Linked DNA regions of Mus musculus: region 1 is linked to region 2. A link is a contact called in public HiCAR-type data. All regions are on one chromosome and are shown on one strand. Each heading gives the region's core, a stretch centred on a gene start, on an enhancer-like site or on the middle of the called end of the contact. The rest is flanking DNA. Distances are from core to core; before and after follow the strand shown. Region 1 has its middle 42 kb from the start of Zbed3. Region 2 overlaps Pde8b (phosphodiesterase 8B).

Region 1 (5,980 bases), core at 1,194-3,693, 96 kb after region 2:
ATTGGCATTTGTCAGTAAGCAGTTGCCCTGGGGCCTACCTGGCCTTCCATGCATGATAGGTTGTCCATCAGCGTTCTTGGCCACAGCCTATCATGTGAACCCTCTGCACCTCCAGATTCACTACCATTAAAATTCCCAGCAGCCAAATGGGCACAATGTGCCCAACAAATTTCCTGTAACTACATCTATGCTGATAGAAGAGCAACGCTGTCTTTATACTGCTCAGCAGAGATTCAAAACTCCTCTAAGCCCTGAGAGTAATGCCCATGCGCAAAAGGAACATCCATGTCACACCCAAGGTTCAGGGAACGCTGCAGAAGGACTGTGAGGGATGGAGGAAGTGGGAGTAGGGTGGCTGACTTCCGGTCGTGACGCGCGATGGCTTACCTTGGTTGTCAACTTGACAGGATCTGGAATCAACTGTAACACACCTATAACAAATGATCTTTTCTATTCCTCTAACTCTTTCTTTTCTTTTCTCTTCTTTTCTTTCTTTCTTTCTTTCTTTCTTTCTTTCTTTCTTTCTTTCTTTCTTTCTTTCTTTCTTCCTTCCTTCCTTCCTTCCTTCCTTCCTTCCTTTCTTCCTTTCTTTTTGTCTATCTTTCTTTCTTTTTCTTTCTTCCTTCTTTTCTCTACTCTTCCTACACCTCTTTCTTCTTTGCAATATATTTTCTTAATCAGATTGTTCACGTGAGAAAAACCTACCCTAAACATAGGTAGCATTTTCTGGTGGCGACCTAAAGAAAAGGATATGGGCGAAGGGATTTTTGCGTTTTGCTTGCGTCCTGGTTCTCTGCCAGATTCTTCTGTCCTGTTGCGGTAGCATTCCTTCACAGATACTAGAAGCAACCACCTAGGCCTTCCGACATAAACAGCACAGCTCTCCAGGACTCCTCCGGCCTTCTGCGCTCAAGGGGGACTGCTGAGACATCCAGCTTCATATTTTGAACAAGGACTGGCCTTCCAGTGTGAGACGGCAGTTGCTGGACTACCCAGACCATGGTGTGGAAGGTAATCCAATGAATACCCTTTCAAAGTGTATATTCATTCTATCAATTCTGTCCCTATACGAGAACCCTGACTAATACAACATGGTTTTTGCACTATGGAACTCACTGTGGCTGTGATTACCCACACAAGATTGGTTCCATCAGCAGCCTGTCTTGCAAAGGGGTGGGGCTTGCCAGGCTCCACCCCTTTCTGAGAATTTATGCACAGCTGACAGTTGAGACAGGACAGGCATTTTCTTCAACCATTTAACCACAGAGGAGGTGCCTCTGCTCTCATCAACAAACTCCTCCCCACAGTCCTATAACCAACCTTAATAAGATGCATTGGATCACCAAAATTCTGTCTTATTTATTCCTCTCTCTCTGTCTCTCTGTCTCTCTCTCTGTCTCTCTCTCTCTGCCTCTCTCTCTCTCTCTCTCTCTCTCTCTCTCTCTCTCTCTCTCGTGTGTGTGTGTGTGTGTGTGTGTGTGTGTGTGTATGTGTGCGCGCGCGCGTGTGAGAGAGACTAGAATAAAATGTGCTATGCATGGGTATAAAAATATAATGAATCCATTATCATGTATAATTAACATGTATTAATAAGATCCTTCTTTTAAATCCTAGTATTCAAGAGATAAAGGCCAAAGAGCAAAACAGTCTTTAAAACAAACAGACAAACACCAGCAGCACAAAGCCCCCGCCCCTGTTTGCCATGAGTTAGAGGGTTGCAGAGAGCCCCCGCCCCACGCTTCAGCCCAGCTTAGGTTCCCATGCCTCCATCAGACACCTCCTACTGCACCAGCAGAGGTTGGCACACAAGCACAGTGATGAGGAGAAGTGATGGGGGAGGGGGGGACGGGGCACTCTGCCTTAAATGAGCAGCTGTGTCAACCTCTCAAGAGGGGACAGAAAGAATGGGCGGGCCCACCAACACCTCCCCATGGATGGAGGAGAGGATGATGAAGCCACACTCTCCTCAAGGTACTGTCCAAAATTGACAGTAGTTGAAGGAAGGGTGTCGGTGTTTTCAATGGTATAGCCCTTGCTCCACTGAAAAAAATCTCCCACCCACGTTTGGACAACAAACTAATTAAACTCAGTGAGCCACACACACAAAGAAGACATGCAAGTGGGAGGGGAGGCACGAGAAAAAGGGAAAATGAAAATAATTTGCCTTTATTATATAAATACATGAGATTGCTAAACAATTTTTAAAATTATAGTCCTCTTATTTCCCTAGGTAAAAAGAGAGCAAGGAACTTTTCTTTCAGTATGGGGGACTCCTAAGACTGGACACACAGTATGGCTCCTTTCCTTGTGGAGAGAGACAAGCCACCACTGGTTTCAGACTGAGCCCTCACCCCCTTCCTGTGTGGAGAGGGAGGTGGCCCTCTGCAGAGAATGGCGGGCCTGGGAGTCTGGCCAGTGAGGGAGGACAGGCTTGGCTCCGCAGGGGATCAGTGGCCTCCGGCTTAGCTGCATGCGTCATAACATCATCCAGGCCATGCCCCAGACTTGCCCTCTCCCAATGAGCTTTGCTGATGACACTGGAGCAAAGCCTACACACACACACACACACACACACACACACACACACGAGAGAGAGAGAGAGAGAGAGAGAGAGAGAGAGAGAGAGAGAGAGAGAGAGAGAGAGAGAGAGAGAGAGAAATTGTGCCCAGTTCTCTGCTAAGGAACAGGTAGGGGGAGGCTGCCTGGCCACTCCCTGCTGCCCAGACATTCAAAGAGTCCATTGTTTTTAACCTAAAGCAAAGCACCTGCCTGGGGACATTTTTTTGATTATTCAGGCACAAACACAGTTTGTAAAGAAGCAATATTTTCAGTTAATAAAAGTGCCTACTGAACTCAGGCCTGGCTCAAGATTTGTAGGTCCCTGAAGCCCCAACCCTGCTTGAGACAAAAGCAAAAGACTGTCTGGTGTAGGTGGTGCAGTTTCTAGTTATTATGAGTTGAGGGGAGTTGAGGGGGGAAGGGTGACAGGGCCCAGACTTGGCCGGTCACTTCTTGGATAACCACTGAGCTCCGAGGTGGGCCCAGCCCCATGTTCTGCAAAAAAACAACTCAGTTCCCATTGACTGCTTTCACCTCTCACAAGTTCAAAACCTCCCAGAGCAGCTGAGTAAGCCCCTATCCCCACCCCCTGTTCCTCAGCTCCCCCCACGCTACAAGTCTGCAATGCTAGTTTTAATAGATTTTTCTCCTGATTTTCAATAGAGACTGGAAAACAGGGTGAAATCTTTTTCACATTTAAGTACCGATTAACATCTTAAAAAAATAAGCCTTCCCCACATCTGTATACCACTTCTGCCTCAGGCTCAGTGAGGGCAGTAACTAAGGGTAAGGTATCTAGGAGCCCTACAGAATAAGCCTGCCCTACCCCTGCATGCTGTGTGACACTGGCTACTTATCTAACCTGTCTTTGTCTTACTCCCTCATGCTTAAAAAGGGCATGCTAAAGCACACTGCACACTTAGATGAGAAGATGTCTATGGCTTCATAACTACAGGCTACTATCTTTATTGGACACCTGGTCTGCTCTCCCAGGAGTCTTTTTTGACAGTGTCACTGAGAGAGGAACAGTCAGGCAATCAATGCCTGTGCTGGCTGCAACAGGAAGTTCATGGCCTCTTGGAGAATTCCAGTGACTATAGTTGAGGAGCAATCCCCACACTCTCGCTATGTTCATTTATTACTCATGTCCCATGTGGCCAACAGATGTCCTCCCAGAATCCCCTGCCGGCTTCTCTGCTTTTAGCCACTGAGTTATATCATACCTGTACCTTCTATTGGTCAGGCTCCTCCTCTGTTCCCTGTCTATAGATGCATTCCCACTTATAACAAACCCTATGATGACCTGCTCTAGGTTGGGTATCTGTAAAGCAGTGACTTAGTACATACAGTTTGTAGGTAAGTAATTTGGGGGCATTGAAGAGAATGAAGGAGGAGAAGGGAGAAAAGCCGACGGATGCCTGTGTTAGCTGCAAGTGAATGAGATTCATCCACAGATCCTATCCTCACTGGAATGCGTGAGTGGAGAATTAGAAAATCATTCACCACATCTATTTATTTAAAGCTAAGCTTGCACTTATCCAACCGTCCCTAGAAACCTATCCAAGAGACTAAAACCATGAGCACCTAAAGATTTGTGTGTAAATCTTTGCATATCAGTCAACACTTGGAAATAACCCAACCGACACTGACAGATGGAGATGCATGGTCTAGTGAAGCCATACAAGAGAACTCTCCACACAGTAGCGACTTGAACTGCGGAAAGTGAAGATTGTCATTTTAATGTTAGGAATAAAAGGCAATTACATTCAAATGTGTAGACTGTTACATAATGCTATGCTTAGGTACCTGTGATCGTTTTGTTGGAAGAAAAACTCAATTAAGCAGATTGCCTAACTCAGGTTGGCCTGTGGCCATATCTGTGATGGATTGTATTGGTTGGGTTGGTTGGTGGAATACCCAGCCCACCGTGGGTAGCACCATTCCCTTGGCTTGGGTCCTCAGCTGTATAAGAGTGAAGAAGATGAGATAAGTTGCATGCATGCATGTATGCACTTCGTCCTCTTTCTGCTTTTGACTGTGAATATGAGTGGCTGTCAGGACATTCTTCCTTGACTGTCCCACAGTGATGGGCTATAACTTAGAATTTTAGCTAAATAAACCCTTTCTCTATTAAAGCAGACTGATCAAAGAAACTGCAAACAAAACTAATACCATACTGGATTCATCATTTTAGTTAATACTCATTTCTGGTCAGTTGGGTCTCTTTGTAGGACAGATGGACATCTGGACTGTTAGTTACTATGCCCCAGATTCTCTTTTAGACTGACTCCCAAGGCCAGGCAGGTCAGTGTGCTTAGGTCCATCATGGAAAACCCCACTTCTGTGTCAGACCCTTACTAATAGGGCCAAAAGCAGAACAAGCTAACCTAAGCTTCAATGCATCTTTGCACAGTTCTGGACTGGATTCCTTGAGTGTTAGTCCACTGTTTGCATCCCTTCTCACATCACCTGTATGCTTCACTTTTTGCTGAGGTCACCTCTGATCCCAAGCTCCTGTGGCTTAGAACATTCAATTCCTGCATGATGTCAGTCTGAGAACCTCATTTCCCTGTTGTCTGTTGGAAGTTGCCATAGGCCTTTCACTGGGTAGCACTTTTCACATCACGGTTAACAACATGGTAGATGCTCCTACAAGCCCAGTCAACAAGGACACCCTGGAAAGATGGGGCCAGGCCTTATGTAATCACACACAGGCAGCCATACTTGTCCCAAGCCAAACTTGACTTGTAAGAAGCCAGTCATGAGTCCCCTCCACACACAAGAGGAAGAAAGCATTCAGGGGTGAAACCAGAGAATGAAGATACCAGGGTTCTCGGTAGAAGTCCATCACAGCTTATCCTCTGGCCACCATTGACCTGTATCCTTCCTGCCTTCAGAAAATATTCCCTCTCTCCTAAGGAATTCAAGAATCTCACAGCATGCACAACCTGTTCGGCTGAGTTCACAACAACATCATACGAACAAGGTCCAGCTGTGGATGAGGCCCCTTGGATGTACTTCCTCAGTCTAATAAAACTAAAGACAAGTCATGTGTCTCCTAACTCCATGAAGGAACAATTTCAGTTAAACAGATATAGAAATGCCCATTTTAAAGAGAGAATGAAAAGAGAGTTGCTAGCCATTGTGGTGGGACATGTCTGTAATGCTGGCCCACAGGAAGACTGCAAGTTCTAGACCATCCTGGGTTACACTGTAAGACCTTGTCTAACAATGGAAATAGATTTTTAAAAAATTGCCAATCTTAAAGCCTGCAACATAATGGCTTCTTCCAGAATTCCATGGTAGATTATAAGGATGTAATAATTTCAGAGCATAAACCTCCAGGCTAGGTTGGTTACACCCTCTGGATCTTCCTTTTTTATAACTTTAAAAAAATAATTATTTAATATATGAGTATTCT
Region 2 (6,188 bases), core at 1,877-4,376:
CACAAATTCAGCCCTACAAAGGATAATAGATGGAAAACTCAAATACAAGGAGGGAAACTACACTCTAGAAAAAGCAAGAAAGTAATCTTCTTTCAACAAACCCAAAAGATAGCCACACAAACATAATTCTACCTCTAATAACAAAAATAACAGGAAGCAACAACTACTATTCCTTAATATCTCTTAACATCAATGGACTTAATTCCCCAATAAAAAGACATAGAATAACAGACTGAATATGTAAACAGGACCCAGAATTTTGTTGCATATTAATCCTACATCCAATAGAGGGCTAATATCCAATATATACAAAGAACTCAAGAAGTTAGACTCCAGATAAACAACCCTATCAAAAAATCAGGAACAGAGCTAAACAGAGAATTCTCAACTGAGGAAACTCAAATGGCCGAGAAGCACCTAAAAAAATGTTCAACGTCCTTAGTCATCAGTGAAATGCAAATCAAAATGACCCTGAGATTCCACCTCACACCAGTCAGAATGGCTAAGATCAAAAACTCAGGTGACAGCAGATGTTGGTGAGGATGTGGAGAAAGAGAAACACTCTTCCATTGCTGGTGGGATTGCAAGCTGGTACAACCACTCTGAAAATCAGGCTGGTGGTTCCTCAGAAAATTGGGACCCAGCTATACCACTCCTGGGCATATATACAGAAGATGCTCCAACATGTAATAAGGACACATGCTCCACTATGTTCATAGCAGCCTTATTTATAATCGCCAGAAGCTGGAAGCAACCCTCAACAAAGGAATGGATACAGAAATTTTGGTACATTTACACGATGGAGTACTACTCAGCTATTAAAAACAATGACTTCACAAAATTCGCAGGCACATGAATGGATCTAGAAAATATCATTCTGAGTGAGCTAACTCAGTCACAACAGAACAGGCATGGTATGTACTCACTGATAAGTGGATATTAGGCAAAGAGCATGGAACACTCACAATACAACTCACAGACCACATAAAGCTCAAGAGGAAAGGAGGACCAAAGAGTGGATGCTTCAGTTCTACTAAGAAGAGGGAACAATATAATCAAGTGGAGTAGAGGGTGGGAGGGACTTGGGAGGAAGAGTGGAAGGGGAGGGGGAAAAAGAGAGGCAGAATCAGGTATGGGAAGAGCTGGAGGAGATGGAGGAGATGTACAGAGGGTCAAGAAATTGAGGTGTATTGCAATGGGGTGATGGGGAACTGGGGGTAGCAACCAGAAAGTCCCAGATGTCAGGAAAGCAAGAGCCTCCCAGGTCCCCACAGGGATGACATTAGCTGAAATACCCCACAAAGGGGAAGGAGAACCTGTTGAGACCATATCCAGAGGCTAGACATGGCCCCCGGTTGAGGAATGGGGCCACCCACTCATCTCCAAAATTTTAACCCAGAAATGCTCCTGTCTAAAGGAAATACAGGGACAAAGAGTGGAACAGAGACTCAAGGAAAGGCCATCCAGAGACTGCCCAACCTGGGGATTCATCCCACATGCAGACACCAAACCCAGATACTACTGCTGATATCAAGAAGTGCTTGCTGACAGGAGTGTGATACAGCTGTCTCCTGAGAGGCTCTGCCAGATCCTGACCAATACAGATATGGATGCTTGAAGCCAACCATCAGACTGAGCACAGGGACCCCCAATGGAGGAGTTAGGGAAAGGACTGAAGGGGCTGAAGGGGCCTTATCTAGCATCAGTGGGAGAGAAGGCCCTTGTTCCTTTGAAGGCTTGATGCCCCAGTGTAGAGGAATGCTAGGGCAGTGAGGCAGGAGTGAGTGGGTGGGCAGGGGAGCACCCTCATAGAAGCAGGGGGAGGGGGTATAGGGTAGGGGACTTGCAGAGGGGAAACCAGGAAAGGAGATAACATATGAAATGTAAACAAATAAAATATCCACTTTTTTAAAAAGCCCCAAATAAACTACAAATAATGTAGAAACATGTTCTAAAATTGGGTTATGGTGATATCTGTACAACAGAATAAACTCACTAAGCTTTAGGCACACACGTAAAATGGACGGGTTCCATAGTGTGCTAACTGCACCCAGTAAAGCTTTGAACAAGAACAATAAACCCATAAACCAATGCCATCGCTTATGTGAAAAGTTGATATAACAGGCACACACACACACACACACACACACACACACGCACACACACACATGCACACACACACACGCACACACACACACACACACACACACACACACACACGGCTCAAAGATGGATTAATTAGCAAGTCTGACCCAAGTTTAGATCCCTACCACCCATGGAAAAAGCTGGATGTGGTCACGTGTGTCTGTAATCCAACCCTGGGAGGCAGACATGGGAGGGTGTGGGGGCTTCCTGGCCCGCCAGCATGGCTGAATTGTCATGATCCTGAGTAAGTAACAGATCTTATAGCAGAAGAGCAACTGAGGAAAACACTTGCTGCACCTCTGGCCTCCACACTCAAGTACTCACATGTGTACATACCTGCACACACACACACACACACACACACACACACACACACACCAAAAACCCAAGAAGTACAATTGATCTGTTTGTTTGTTTGTTTGGAGTTTCTTAGAATTCTAAATGAGAGAAAGAAAAGTTACCAATATTTTAAATATCTTAATATACAATTCCTAACAGAAGGGAGTCGATATCTCTGCTCTGCCGTAATCTCTGAGTGTTGCCAGTAGGGTCTCCAAATCACACTTAGCATTTCCTCGTGCATCGCATACATGTGGTTTAATCTGAAATACTTCTAGAGCCCTGATGTTGTGTTTGTTTACGTCTAATATCCTCTACCAGCATGCTGCTCTTGAAGAAACATGTTTAGTGAGGAACTGTTCCCGTCTCCTTAAGCTCCCTCACTCCTAAGGCTGCCTGACTTCCTTTTCTCTGATTATTTGTATATGTAGTCACCACTACCAATATTCACTCTAGATGTCTTTGCTTTACAAAATATCTTCACTGGATAATTTTAGTATGGAAAGTAATATCCCATTTCTCTGAAGTTAAAATTCATCCTTTCAGTGAAAATGGCCCTGACCTCTTTTCAACCACTGTACACTTTAAAAGCTTTCTCATCAACACACACACACACACACACAGCTTCTGTCGAAGATCTAGGACAAGGTTAGACACGTACCTCCTTAGAGCTCTTGGCTCCTGTCGTAACCCAGGGTGGGTCTCTGCAGAATGCTGTTTACCCAGGAGGTCGGTAAAGTATGTTTGTTTATTGCTGCTACTGGCTTGTTATCCCCTGGAACACAGTGTTTTGTTGGGGTCCTTGAGGTCGGCCCGGGGAACACAGGCAACGCTTGGATGCATCCAAACCTAAGCATTTGCTTCCTACACCAGACCCTTTCAGCAAGCTCTCTGGTGACAGCTAGGACAGAAATTAAAATGAAGCCTTTTTATTTTTTTGTCTTAGTCGTTCAAGTGAGTTTTTCAGAAGGGCAATTTAAATTTTAATTACAACCCAGGGCTCACAGGAGGTCTTCTACTCATGCAGAAAGGAAACCAGTCTAACCTGCAGTGTAGAGCTGCCTTGCCACTGGTCAGATAACCCCAGGCCAATATCTTCTCCATCACTGGGGGGCTAGATATTCATTCCACTAAAATATTCAATATAAAGTGTTATTCACACACTAATTATCCAAAAGCATTCAAATTTAAATGAAGTGAATCCACAATTATTCAGCACCCATTTATGCAGCGGATGCTGAAAAGGGAATAAAGAAAGACACATAACTCTCACCTCCAAGAACCTTGCTGATTTGCATTTGCACAAAATCAAATTATTTTTCCTTTCAAACACGGGTTTCCAAATATAAAGGGCTAAAAGGCTTCAGGAGCCTTTCAAATAATGCGCAGTTATAAAGGAACAGCAGTTTACTAAGTAAGTGATGTTTACAAAACTTCCTCGGAAGGGCTGAGATTGTTATTGGTAACAGTAAACATGCTGGAGGGTTTGTTTATTGCCAACATGACGGATGGAGAAGAGAGACACTGGTCATTAGCAGAGGGGACAGAGGTTACTGGGAGGATTTGTTTTTTCCAGCTATTCTCTAAAATGGGCGGTGGAGGGGCAGCATGGGTGCCATACATTCTGGACTTGTGCACATACACATACATCATTGTTTACCATTGCTCTGTACTTAGAAAGGCTCCCAATTACACACAGATAGCTATTCAGACACACATTCAGAACAGAAACAGTAGAGTGTAACGTGCACTGACTGCTCTTCAGTCTCGAGAATGAATCTCACTGGATGTCTGATATGAGCCAAAATATTAAAAGGAGAGTGATCCTAATAATCATCTATGTCGGCAGGTTAAAAAGGATATTTGCTAGAACTAATGCAGAGAGAAAATAAGGCCAAATTCCTTCCCTATGACACAACACCTATCATTGGAGGACATTCATTAATGCTGACTCAGCAACCCTGCCTCATGAGTTTAGTGATGACTGTCCTGTTTCACCTATGAAGGGACCAAGGTTAGAGAGGCTCTGTAGCTTGACCAAGGTGACACAGTCACCAAGTGACAAGGCCAACATGGATGGGTCCAAGTTTGTGTGAGGGCCAAGGCCAGCCCTCAGCCCGCGCTTCCTGCCCTTCTCATGCCTTAGCCTGGAGGGCTGCTTGGAAGAAAGGCAGTGCTGTCACAGAGGGAGCTGGAGGCCACAAGGGTCTGGCCAATTGCACTGCACATTGTTTAAAATCCGCAAGTCACCACTTTACAGAAGAGCAAGAGATGCTGAGATGTTTCTGGAAGAGATGCCAGCAAGAACCCAAGGCCCAGCTCAGTGCCACAGCAAACAGCAGCACACTCCCGTGCTTCAGATCGTTTCTGAACTTGCCCAGCATCAAACTCACAGATGTTATCCACGGTGAATGTGCCTCCTATAACTTAGTCCTGGTAAAGGGATGAAGCATTCTCTACCCTGTCTCTGTAGCAAGAAACACAGAACAGCCACACACTCTAGGAAGCACAGAGCAGCCACACAGAACCACAGGAACACACAAACACATGCATCAGCAGGTAGACTTGGGATTCATGTAGAATACAAAGTTCCATCAAAGTGGCATTGACCCTTCTGTCTCCCTCCCCCACCCCTGTTCACAACTATTTTTCAATGTGTGCTTGCTATAGCCTGAAAAGTCTATGCTTTCAGTAAAGAGTCCAACAAGTTTTTAGTTTTGGCTCAAGGAATAAGAAATGAGCCTCCTTGGGGGTGGGACAACTCCCATTTGTTCTTTTGCTCCATTGTCTTCTACTCTAGGTCTCCCTCTAGCCCACAAGAGCATCAGCAGTAAGTCATAGAAAGCTATAATGTCAGTACATGACAAGAACTCCTCTCGTCCACAAGAAGGTACATCCTGATGCTTTCTTTTTTCTTTCTATGTCCTTGTATTTCTTTTTTTTTTTCAATTTTTATTAGATATTGTCTTCATTTACATTTCAAATGCTATCCTGAAAGTCCCCTATACCCTCCTCCAGCCCTGCTCCCCTACCCACCCACTCCCACTTCTTGGCGTCCTTGTATTTCTTGGCCCTAAATGTGACCATAGTCACATGTACAGAAGAGCCAGGAACAAGAAGTCCCATATTTCTTGCCATGGGACCCAAAATGGTAGTCCCAGGGAACTAGGAAATACAAGAGATTAAGAAGAGAGGGTTTGAGAAAGCAAAGGCATGAGTTGTTTACCTGCTTCTGGGCTCCTTTCCAAGTTACACTTAGGAGTCCCATGCTAGGCAGCAAACTACAGACTTCCAGAATTAAACCATAGTATAGATCGCTTCCCAGGTCACAGCCGGGCCACTGAGCAGCATATATACTTCACAATTACAATGATTACTCTAGACTTGGAAAATGAAAGTATTGATAGAACTCCCATGCAAAAGGAGAAGTGGAATTTGAAATCTGAACTCAACATGCAAAAATATCAAGATTCACCATGAGACTTGAATAAGATTCAAACACTAGTAATATAATGAAGTCCAAAATTCCTGGACCTGAGAACCAAGAAAAACACATCTTTCTCGAGAAGGCAGTCAATACTATGATGGTAAATTTTGTGTGCCATGGGCTAAGAGGTGACTACGAAGCTTGAAAAATGTTTTTTGTGCATTTGTTTTGAGAGCTTTCCTTTTGTTATTTCTGGAAGAAATTTTTATGTGGGTGG

The links. HiCAR-type assays count read pairs that join an accessible place to other places.
Region 1: a contact with region 2 is called in a HiCAR-type map of astrocytes, with 4 times the contacts expected there. The contact joins two enhancer-like sites. A contact is called at or near these places in 1 of 15 datasets of contacts at CTCF or cohesin (the NIH/3T3 cell line), 4 of 484 Hi-C or Micro-C datasets (the HPC-7 cell line, Sertoli cells, nephron progenitors and 1 more), 1 of 115 datasets of contacts at active chromatin or transcription factors (astrocytes) and 1 of 9 other capture datasets (adipose tissue).

What each region holds. Positions count from the first base shown.
Region 1 is chr13:95,279,533-95,285,512 of GRCm38.p6, forward strand. No RefSeq gene overlaps it. Among named protein-coding and RNA genes, the nearest start is that of Zbed3, 42 kb to the right of the region's middle. Within about 2 kb of position 2,444, at least 39 of the 459 cell types and tissues checked have an H3K27ac peak or open chromatin away from gene starts, as enhancers often do. A contact at or near this core is called in astrocytes, where this site is marked.
Region 2 is chr13:95,182,910-95,189,097 of GRCm38.p6, forward strand. The region is part of intron 1 of Pde8b (phosphodiesterase 8B); the gene reads right to left. Among named protein-coding and RNA genes, the nearest start is that of Pde8b, 37 kb to the right of the region's middle. Within about 2 kb of position 3,127, at least 11 of the 459 cell types and tissues checked have an H3K27ac peak or open chromatin away from gene starts, as enhancers often do. A contact at or near this core is called in astrocytes, where this site is marked.